Regions from separate parts of the Mus musculus genome. Here region 1 is linked to region 2. The links are chromatin contacts, called in public HiChIP or PLAC-seq maps. All regions are on one chromosome and are shown on one strand. Each heading gives the region's core, a stretch centred on a gene start, on an enhancer-like site or on the middle of the called end of the contact. The rest is flanking DNA. Distances are from core to core; before and after follow the strand shown. Region 1 has its middle 2.9 kb from the start of Gm38468. Region 2 holds the start of Hao2 (hydroxyacid oxidase 2).

Evidence for each region. HiChIP or PLAC-seq counts read pairs in DNA pulled down with a chosen protein or histone mark.
Region 1: a contact with region 2 is called in a CTCF HiChIP or PLAC-seq map of the NIH/3T3 cell line, with 8 read pairs. The contact joins the enhancer-like site here to the promoter of Hao2 in region 2. A contact is called at or near these places in 7 of 39 promoter capture datasets (the 3T3-L1 cell line, cranial neural crest, frontonasal cranial neural crest and 3 more), 1 of 15 datasets of contacts at CTCF or cohesin (the NIH/3T3 cell line), 9 of 484 Hi-C or Micro-C datasets (cerebral cortex, cortical neurons, embryonic limb bud and 5 more), 4 of 115 datasets of contacts at active chromatin or transcription factors (the NIH/3T3 cell line, embryonic limb bud, embryonic stem cells and 1 more) and 1 of 9 other capture datasets (embryonic stem cells).

Annotation. Positions count from the first base shown.
Region 1 is chr3:99,231,499-99,236,458 of GRCm38.p6, forward strand. No RefSeq gene overlaps it. Among named protein-coding and RNA genes, the nearest start is that of Gm38468, 2.9 kb to the right of the region's middle. Within about 2 kb of position 2,408, at least 31 of the 459 cell types and tissues checked have an H3K27ac peak or open chromatin away from gene starts, as enhancers often do. A contact at or near this core is called in the NIH/3T3 cell line and trophoblast stem cells, where this site is marked.
Region 2 is chr3:98,891,976-98,896,817 of GRCm38.p6, forward strand. Hao2 (hydroxyacid oxidase 2) reads right to left here and starts at 1,255. Exons shown (of 9, transcript NM_019545.4): 1 at 1,178-1,255.

The DNA.
Region 1 (4,960 bases), core at 1,158-3,657, 340 kb after region 2:
CTGGACAATGTGCAGAGAGTGAAAGACCCTGGAACACTCATTCTGAAATGGAGTGTCTCCATCAAATCCTTCCCTCAGGGTATAAGGAACTCTGCAAAAGAGGAGGTAGAAAAATTGTAAGAGCCAGAGGGGATGGAAGACAGCAAGTGCACAAGGCCTTCTAGACATAACAGGACAGTCACACATACCACTTACAGAGGCGATAGCAGCATGCACAGAGCCTGCTCAGATCTAAGCAAGATACCGTCCTAGCTCTGAGAGAGGACATGAACACATGCCCCCATCCCTAAGGGAGAAGCTGTCTCTGACAGATAGGCACTCACAAAGGAAAAGTTAGTTTTCTCCTCTGGAGTCTCACGGGGTATACAAATCCCATCCAGCAGTAGATGGCCAACACAAAATGAACTCAATTGTGGTTTTTAGGGTGTTTGTTGGATCAGTTGGTTTTTGTTTTTGTTTTGTTTGACTCATGATACTTTTTTTTAACCTTACAGGTCTTTGCTTATATATTATGGTTTGCACTTTTGTGTTTTATAGGATTTCTGTGTGTGCGAATCTATGTTTCCTGTGCTTTTTCTTCGTTTTTTCCCCTGTTTTCATTTTTAGATGACTGTTTTCTAATGAGAAAGAAAGAAGTGATGTGAATTTGGGTGGAGAGCTGGGAAAGGATCTGGGAGAAGTTGGAAGGGAAACCATAACCAGAATGTACTGTATTGGGGGAAAACATCTCTTTTTGATTTTAAAAAAGGGAAAAAATGATGAAGATAGACTTGCAAATAATGTTTTAAAATGTATGTGGAAGACTAAATGGCTCAAAGAAGAGAGCATTGTGATATCTGGAAGAAAACCCAGCCAGCCAGAGGCACAGCAAAGTCAAAGGCCCTAAGATAGAGACAAGGCATACTTGACTCAGAGCAGGAAGGAATGGCTGTGGTCAGAAGAAACACAGGGTTTCTCTGTGTAACCCTGACTATCCAGGAGCTTGTTCTGTAAACCAGGTTAGCTTTGACCTCTGAGATCTGCCTGCCTCTGCCTCCTGAGTGCTGAGATTAAAGGTGTGGCCCCTACCATCTAACAGTATGACCCACTTTAAGCTGAGTCTTATCTTTATGGTTTTCCAATGTGACCAATTGTCCAATATGTACAATGTTGTTTATAATGACAGTATGACCATTGAGTCTTTGATCTCTATATTACAGTTTAGTGGGGGAAGAAAAACTTCACCTCATTAAAGAAAATCAACATCCCACTATCCAGCATACTTAATCCTGCTTTGAAGAACTCACTCTGCTGGACAGTGGTGGCACATGCCTTTAATCCCAGCACTAGGGAGGCAGAGGCAGGTGGATTTCTGTGAGTTTGAGGCCAGCCTGGTCTACAGACCGAGTTCTAGGACAGCTAGGGCTAGAAAAAGAAGCCTTCTCTTGAAAAACAACCACAGAAATAGCCCAAGAAATGAATCAGGTGGTGGTGCCAGGGCATGCCTTTTATCTCAGCACTCAGGAGGCAAAGGCAGGAGGATCTCTGAGTTCCAGGCCAGTCAGCCAAGGCTACACAGAGAAACCCTGTCTTTCGTGTGTGTGTGTGTGTGTGTGTGTGTGTCTTTAAACGTATATACATTAGAAGGATTAAAAAAAATTGAATTGAATTAAATACCCAGGTCTTTGGGAATTCCCTTGCATTGCTCTTCCCCAAAATTCCACAAGCAGATATTAATGAGTATCACCTGTGAGGAGCAGGACACTGTATCTGTCACGGGGAAACCACAGTAAACGTGATGGAGATTAAGACTATTCAGAAACCTTCACAGCCCACACTCTCTCAGGTCAAAAACAAACCCTCATATGTTTCTGTGTGGAGCATCCTTAACAAAAGCATCTTTAAAAATGTTAACTTTCCCCTTCATGAGGTGTTTTTTCAATCCTGTTATAAAAGTACTGAAGGTACCCTGGTGGGGGAGGAGGTACAAAGTCCTTGCGCTTGTAGTATAATAAAATGATTGAGCCCACCACTCTCTAGCCACTCTCCTCTGCCCTGGGAGCCCGAGGGCTCTCCCAGCTCCAGGCTTCCTGTGCCTCCGAAGCCCTCAGCTGGTCTTTAGCAGACATGATGACGTAAAGGAAAATGAATCCGGTCCCTTCATCTTTCTCCTCTTTCTACAGCATGAAGCTAGGGGCCCGTGGAGGATCTAATATCAAAAGGAAGCGGGCAATGCCACTACTTGGAGAGAAAAAAATAATTACCAAATTTCCTGAATAGTAAACAGCTTTAAGGGGGGGGGGCAGAAGAAAAAGCTCAGGCCTTTGATAACTTGGCCCCGGGTCTGCTTGTGAATACCTTAAGGGTTATATCATCAGACAGACTCCAGCAGCCCGTGCTATTGTTTCGAAAAGAGGAAACCAGGAAGAAGGTGAAAGAGAGAGTATATGGGTGGAGGAACACTGCCTCTTGGGGAGGAGTTTGATGTTGAAAGTGCAGTTTAAAAGGCTCACGGTAGTAAGGCTGAAAGACAAATTGGACGAATTATCCGAGTCTTCAAACAGCGGGGTTCTTGGAGCCGTTGCTCCTTCCTTGTGGAATTAATAAAAATGTGTGGATTCGGTGATTGTCCAGCTAAGATGTCATTAGCTACAAAGATAAGCCCGAAGTAGCCGGCCTATGTCATTCCGAAAACAATCACTTGGGGGCAGTCTTGTGACTGTTAAATTTCCTGTGTTGCTACGGTAGATTTTGCTACTTTTTCTTCCCTTTGCAATCAGTTTCTTTACCTGGGAATGATGGGGGAAGAGGGGAGGGCAACTTAGGAAGTAAACTTTACACGCTGCTGCTACATCAGCCAGGTGATGTCACGAGAACGCTCACACCTCTGAACAGTCACTACGGTTTTCCTTTGAGTCTTGGAAACGGAAAATTTCCAAGGCTGAGGAGGCCGGCGCTGTGGGGACAACAGAGCACAAACACCAGGGTTGTACCTGCATCACGGTGCACACGTGCCATGATCTCCCTGCCCCGGGACACAGAGTCAAGTCTGTGACCCTTGTGAACTAATAGAACCTGGTTAGCGAAGAGGGAAGTAGAGTGTGGACCCTAAGGAGCTGCTTACTAACTCCTCAAAGTCTAGATGCTGGCCGCTAGAGGTGGTTTCCCAAGCTGAATCTGGGCATCTTAGCCTCTCAGGCATTCCTGACCTGTCGCAGGCTGAACAGCATGCCCAGGGCCTGGTTCACCTTGTTGCAGAACCAGGCTGCGGCCATCGGCAGTAGTGCGAGGAGCTGTGGCGAAGCTGAGTCTAGCTCTTAGACCACACACCTCAAAACAGTCCAAGTGATGACAGTATCCGTACCTTTTGTCCTGATTTTGTTTCACATTCAAGGTGGTTAGTGATCTTGGATCTTAGTGAACCAGGAGATTAAAATCCCTGGGAAAGAAGCAAGATGTGGCCTCTCCAATACCCATGACTTAGGAACGCTGGCCCAGAACCCCAAGACCAGAGAGACTTTGCTTGTTTGTGGACTTGGAGCATCGCAGACTAGTTGAGAGCCCTAAGAGCAAACAGCTAAACCCTCGCTTTCCAAAACGGTGCTGGAGACTATCCCAGCGCTGGTGTCCGAGGAAGAAGCGTCCCACGGCTTCTCTCACGGACCTACCAGGCAAAATAAGATACACCCTCAAAAAATCCAGAAAATGGGAAAGGTCGGGGTGAGAACTCAGCTCTCCCTTTGGTCTGGTCTCAGACTTCAGCACTTATGCATCACGGAGGCCACCTCCAGCCTGCCACACAAATGAGATCCACGCAGTCGACAACTGAGATCACAGCTCCGAGGTCCGAGGAAATCGCAGGAGCTCACCCTTCGCTCAGACCCCTTGTGCTGTAAGGGTTAGGCCCTTCTAGAAAGAAAGGGGCAATTGTCTTGCAAATTCTGAGGGAAATGTAGTAAAAAGAAATAGTTAATGTTCAATGTGACATTTTTCCCCTCCAGAAAACTGAGACGTATGCAAGATCTCAGCCCCTCTTCATCTGTAAACAGCTAAACAAGACAATGGCTCGGGCTGGGGCTCAGGGCAGGCTTTCTTGGAGACATAGAGATCAAGTCCACACCGCCGAACCTCCTCAAAGGTCCCTGCCCTCCTTGAAGGGTGAAGAATCGCCCGGTGCCTCGGACCTGAAGGAGCCTGAGAACTCAGCCACACGAGAACTCAGCCACACGCAAAGCTTTATCCGATCAGGCTTCAGCAGGGCCGGACTAGAAACTCAGCCCGCAACTTTTTTTTTTTTTTTTTTTTAATTCCCCTTCACTCCCCAAGCAGTTGCTGCTCCCCTGGAACAAAGAGGATTCCTTTCTGTCTGTGTCTCAATCTAGAGGACTCTCCAGAGTCGCTCTGCTTTAGACTTCGTTGCGTGCGAACCAAATTGCCATGCACTCCTGCGAGACAAGCGGTGGGACAGCAGAGCTGCCTGCTGTGCACAAGGCATTCTGATGCGGTGGCACCAGGGCACTCCTGGTTCCTACCTTAAAGGGATAGGAGTCCAGACTCCACTTCCCACCTAGGTCTAGCGTTCTGGGACAATCCACCTACCAGTCTTTCACTGGCCAGTATGTTGGCCCTGCCCAGGAACTCAGGCCAAGAAAGAAAACTCGAAGTTAGAGCTCTTCTTAAGTGGTAGATTCCTGATTAAGTAACTTTAATGACCGGACACCACAAAGGGTGTGAGCCTGTCCCACCTCTGCTGGTTCAAAATGGTCCAAAATTAAGTGGGAAAGTAAGAGTTGGGCTTAGAAAAGGCGAGCCTGCTTGAGTCACCAAAAAGGTAAAAGAGATTGCTTTTGGCTTGAGGGTGCAGAATGGTATTTTCCTAGACATCATACTTTGGTTGAATGAACCATGAGGGGGTTGTGTGTGAGTTAGAAGGTCCGCTGAATCTGTGGTAGCAAAGTCACCAGTTAGCATGGCACAGTCC
Region 2 (4,842 bases), core at 5-2,504:
AATCCATATCTATGAAATAAAGGCAGCTTGGATTTCCAAATCTCTACTTGGAAAGGGGCAGCCTTATAGGCCAGATGATTTTAAACAAATATGAACAAATGAGCAAATATGTATTTGTACATATACATTTTTATGTTAATCCACTGATGTTTTAGGGTGTATTTTACAACAGTGACTAGCTTTAACATGATATCTAGGCACTGCCCTAAATACTGAAGGTTAAGTGAAAAGCAAGTTTTTCAGGCTCAGCTTTTAAAATACAGTAAAAGTTGGAAGACGGGATTCAGTATTTCATTCTCAGTTTATTGGTATAATTTAGAGTTAAACATGAGTGTTTTCCTAGGGAGAACTACTGGAAATATGGAAAAAATGGTTCCCATTGCTTCTCAAAGGGGACCTCAGATGATTCCCAGTTATCATTTGTACAAGTTCCAGTTGCTACTAAGTTATAAAATCACAACATCACTATCGAGCCCAGGGTTCTTGTAAGAACTAAAGGATTCTGTAAAACTGAGAATGACGGAGTGGTTCCCAGTAAAGGCTTTAGGAGATGTGCATTCTGGGAGGTTGTAGAAGAACATGAAAGGTCCTTCTCCTTTCATTCTGTTTCCTGGTCCATCTATTCCACTCAAGTATTGGCTATCTATATGACAGTACCACCCTGTCTTGGTTCATCTTCTTCTCAGTCCTTCCCAGATTTCTGTGGGAACTGATCACAACCCCAAGAAGCCCTTCTACTGAAGGGAACTCACAACTGCTTCCAAAGAACAGAGTATCTCCAAATAAATGATACAAATTCTCTTTTTTGAAAAATATTAACTACTTCACTTATAAGAAGTAGACCTGTCACAACATTCTTTTTATGGCCAATGTTCCATGTAATGAGCACATTTAAGGGAAGGGACCTTTTAAAAGAACATATTTTGACTAATGTTTTCCCTAAGGATGCATACACATTCGGCTATCTCCAGGTTTAAATTCCCTGGACTGAACTTTTTATGCCAGCAGACTCTTTGATACTACAGCTTTCTTGGGTAATGCTTAAATGTGCCCACCCCTGCCACCTATCTCCATGTAACCTTCTTTGCCAAGCTCTCACTATGACTCCCCTAAATCTCACCCACTATTTCATCTTCTCCTCAAGTTCCAAGCATATAGAAAATACCCCAAGACAAACCTGACACTAAGGTCTTCCAATAGCCAGCAATAGCAGTATGTAGAGGTAGCCATGCAAAGCCTGCTACAGAGGCCCACCGTTCGGCTCTGAAGTAAAATATATTTAAGGATAAACATTAACCTTTTGGTTAAAAAGTTATCAAGGAAGTAATAAATAACCAGTTCAGATTAAAGTTAACCTTGACATAAACTTGAATGGCTTTGCAATATTTGCTGCCAAAACTAGATCTTTACAAGGTATGAAAATCCTGAAATTGTGTTATAAGAGTAAAGTTCTAAATAATAAAGTAGTTGCTTATTAACTTTCCATAAGGGAAGTTATGGTTAATGGTAGGATATAAGTGATTTCAGGTAGAGAGTTAAAAAATATACTGCAATGGGAAAAGGAACATTTGCCTGGGGTGTGGTAACTGGGTAGAGCAGATAATAGCTTCCAAGCCATGGGCAGGAAAATAGTGGGGACTCAGGACAGGGCTGCATAAGAATACTGTGGAGCTCTACATACTGAACTAGACAACCAAATTAATGCAGGAGGCAAACATTAATGTCTCTGACGATAACATGATTCAGTAAAGTAGGATGATAGCTTGTAGAACAAAATGGAACTGTGTGTGTGTGTATATGTGTGTGTGTGTGTGTGTGTGTGTGTGTGTGAGAGAGAGAGAGAGAGAGAGAGAGAGAGAGAAAGAGAGAGAGAGAGAACTGATTTCCTCAAGACAGTCTTGTAGAGTTCATTCAAGCTGACTAATTTATTAATTTCCCAAATCTCCCTTGTCTTCTTAGAGACCAGCTGTTATCAGGTGTTTCTGTATTGCAACAGCATGTGACGTTTTAATTGGTTACAATACACCACAAACATCCCATTAAATATTTTGATTGCCTCATGAGATACATGGATAGATGTTTCCCTCATTTTTCAGAACAATGAATGTGGTAAGCTAACCTGCTCAAAGCCATGACCAGTGTGAGGGTTAATCTTGACTGTCAGCTTGATGGGATTTGGGGTCACTTAGGCAGTGCTCCTCTGAGTGTGTACGGGTATGGGCATTTCTAGAGTTTGAGTGAGCTGAACAGATCTCATCAGGAAGTTGTGGGGCACCATCCCACAGGCTGTTACCCCAGACTTAATAAAAAAGAAAGCAAGTTGATATAGTGGCTCATGCTTGCAATCTAGGCATTCCAATGGCCAAGGCATCAGAATTTTCAAAAGTTCAAGGCTAGCCTGAACTACTTAGTGAGATTGAGGACCTCATGAACTACAGCATAAAGCCCTGTTCAAACAAAGCAAAGCAAAGCAAAGCAAAGCAAAGCAAAGCAAAGCAAAGCAAAGCAAAGCAAAGCAAAGCAAAGCAAAAACAGAATAAAACCAGACTGAACAAGCAAAACAAAACAAAAGAAAAATTGGGGAGCAGGAGCAGCCACCATTTTGCTTCCTGACTATGGATATCATGTGATCACCTACCCTCTGTTACCGCTATAATGGACTCTCCCGGCTCCCTTTTAACAGGGAGCACGAATAAACCCTCCCTTCTTTAAGTTGCATTTCTGGAACACTTTCTCATAGTGATGAAAAAAAATATGATGAATACAAACACTAATAAGTACAGTTAAGATCTAAACCCTACTTGACCTGAACACTGCTGTGGGAAAACTGCTAATTACGGTGGAAGTCTACCATTAACTGGATGGCCTTCTGGGGCTCAGCACGAATGGAGGACTCCCTCCATTAGCAGAGTTTCTCCTTCTCTGACCTTGTCTGGGGAATTCTAAGCCCCCCACACACACACACACTCACCTCTACTTGAAAAATGTCACATAACCTCAACTAGTTTATAAGATCCTTTCTCTTGACAAAACCTGTTCACCCAGCACCTGAGATTTTCCTGAAATGCTTCCCCAGGCTAATGAAGCATTCCAGGTACCCTAAGGTCTCCAGCCAATGACCTTTGCCCATCCTGGATGTCCCTGCCCTCAGACCCCCAAACTTTTGTAAGCTTTGAATCACCATAAGTAAAGTTGCTCTGCCTACTGCCTGCCTGGTCCTGGTGTGGTTTACTCACCATGTGTACTCACAGGGAATCTGAACTCCCGGTTCGACGCCACTGCCCTTGTGGGTTGTTTCGGCCATGAGGATGGGAAGACGCCACATACTGCCACAGTAGAACTTCAAGGTCATATAATGGTCATGGGAACGAGACCTGATCCTCTTCTACAATCTGCAGTGTTAGTTTAAAAGTCTGTTGCCCAAACTTTCCCTACTCTGTTTGGAGTCGGTAGAAATGATAGTTTTCTGGCCACTAGATGGCAATGCTATCTCAAACATGCTTTCAAAACCGCCTTCAGTTAATCTGGAAATTCCTTTTCCGCGGCAGTTAAACCCTTTGTATTCAGCCCTGGGGCATACCTGTGGTCAACTCTGACATCACTTGGACAGCATATAGTATTTTGATTGACATTTTCCATTACATCTTGAAGCAAATCTCTGTGTTCCACATAGCAGATCATGGGAAGATGAAGGTTTAGTTTCAATTTATGTTACCGTGTGTGTGTGTGTGTGTGTGTGTGTGTGTGTGTGTGTGTGTGTGTGTGAATGTATTATTTGAGACAGGGTTTCAAATAATAAACGAGACAATTATTTGAGACTGTCCTAGAACTCACTCTATAACAGGCTGGCCCCAAACTCAGAGACCTACCTTCCTCTGCCTCCTGAGTGCTGAAATTAAAGTCATGCACCACCACTGCCATACTTATTAACCTCTGACATTACTTGAATCCTTTTGTGTCCCATTTCTTCACACCATCTCTCAAACTATGATGAGAAATGTCCTAGTTTGTTTTCTGTTGGCTGTGGGGAGGAAAGTGTTTATTCTACCTTACCAAGTTATTATTATTATTCCCTCTATTATTGAGGGAAGCTAAGGAAAGAACCTGGAGGCAAGAACTGAAGCAGAAGCCACAAAGGAATGCTGCTTACTGGCTTGTTCCTTGTGACTTGTTCAGACTGATTTTTTTTTTTAACATAGCACAGGACCACCAGTCCTGGGGTGACATTGCTACCAGTATGTCAGACCCTCCTGCCTCAATCATTAATCAAGAAAATGCCCAGAGTCTTGTCTAGAAACCAGCATGATGGATACATTTTCTCAACTGAAGTTCTTTCTTCCAAAATGACTCTAGCTTGTGTCCAGTTGGAAAAAATCTAACCAGCACAAGAAGCAACGAGCTGATGTACGTAAGCGCTAGTAGTAGAGAAGAGAAAGATCTCACAGGAGACTCAAATTTGAGCTATATAGATAGCATCCTAGATCCTTTTTGAACTGGGTCTTTGAACTGAGCTAAGGAAGAGCTCTCTTCATAGATGGAACATTTTATATAAGCACCCTCACTTAAAGGAGTTAATATCAATAGATAGATATTAGGTCACAGAGAGAACCAGTTGAGGTAGAAGTTTGACAGCATCTCTGCATTCTAGGGAATTGGTTCATAGTGAGATAGACCAGTCTTGAACTCATCTGGGTACTCCTGAGCATCACCAGTAGGATTTTAAGAATACTCGGGATGCAACTGGGAGGTGGTACTTATCTTTCTTGAGTGGCCATTATTACCTGTTGAGGAATGTGCCTACTTAATTTGGGTGATAAGAATGAGATGCCATCCTAAGTAGTC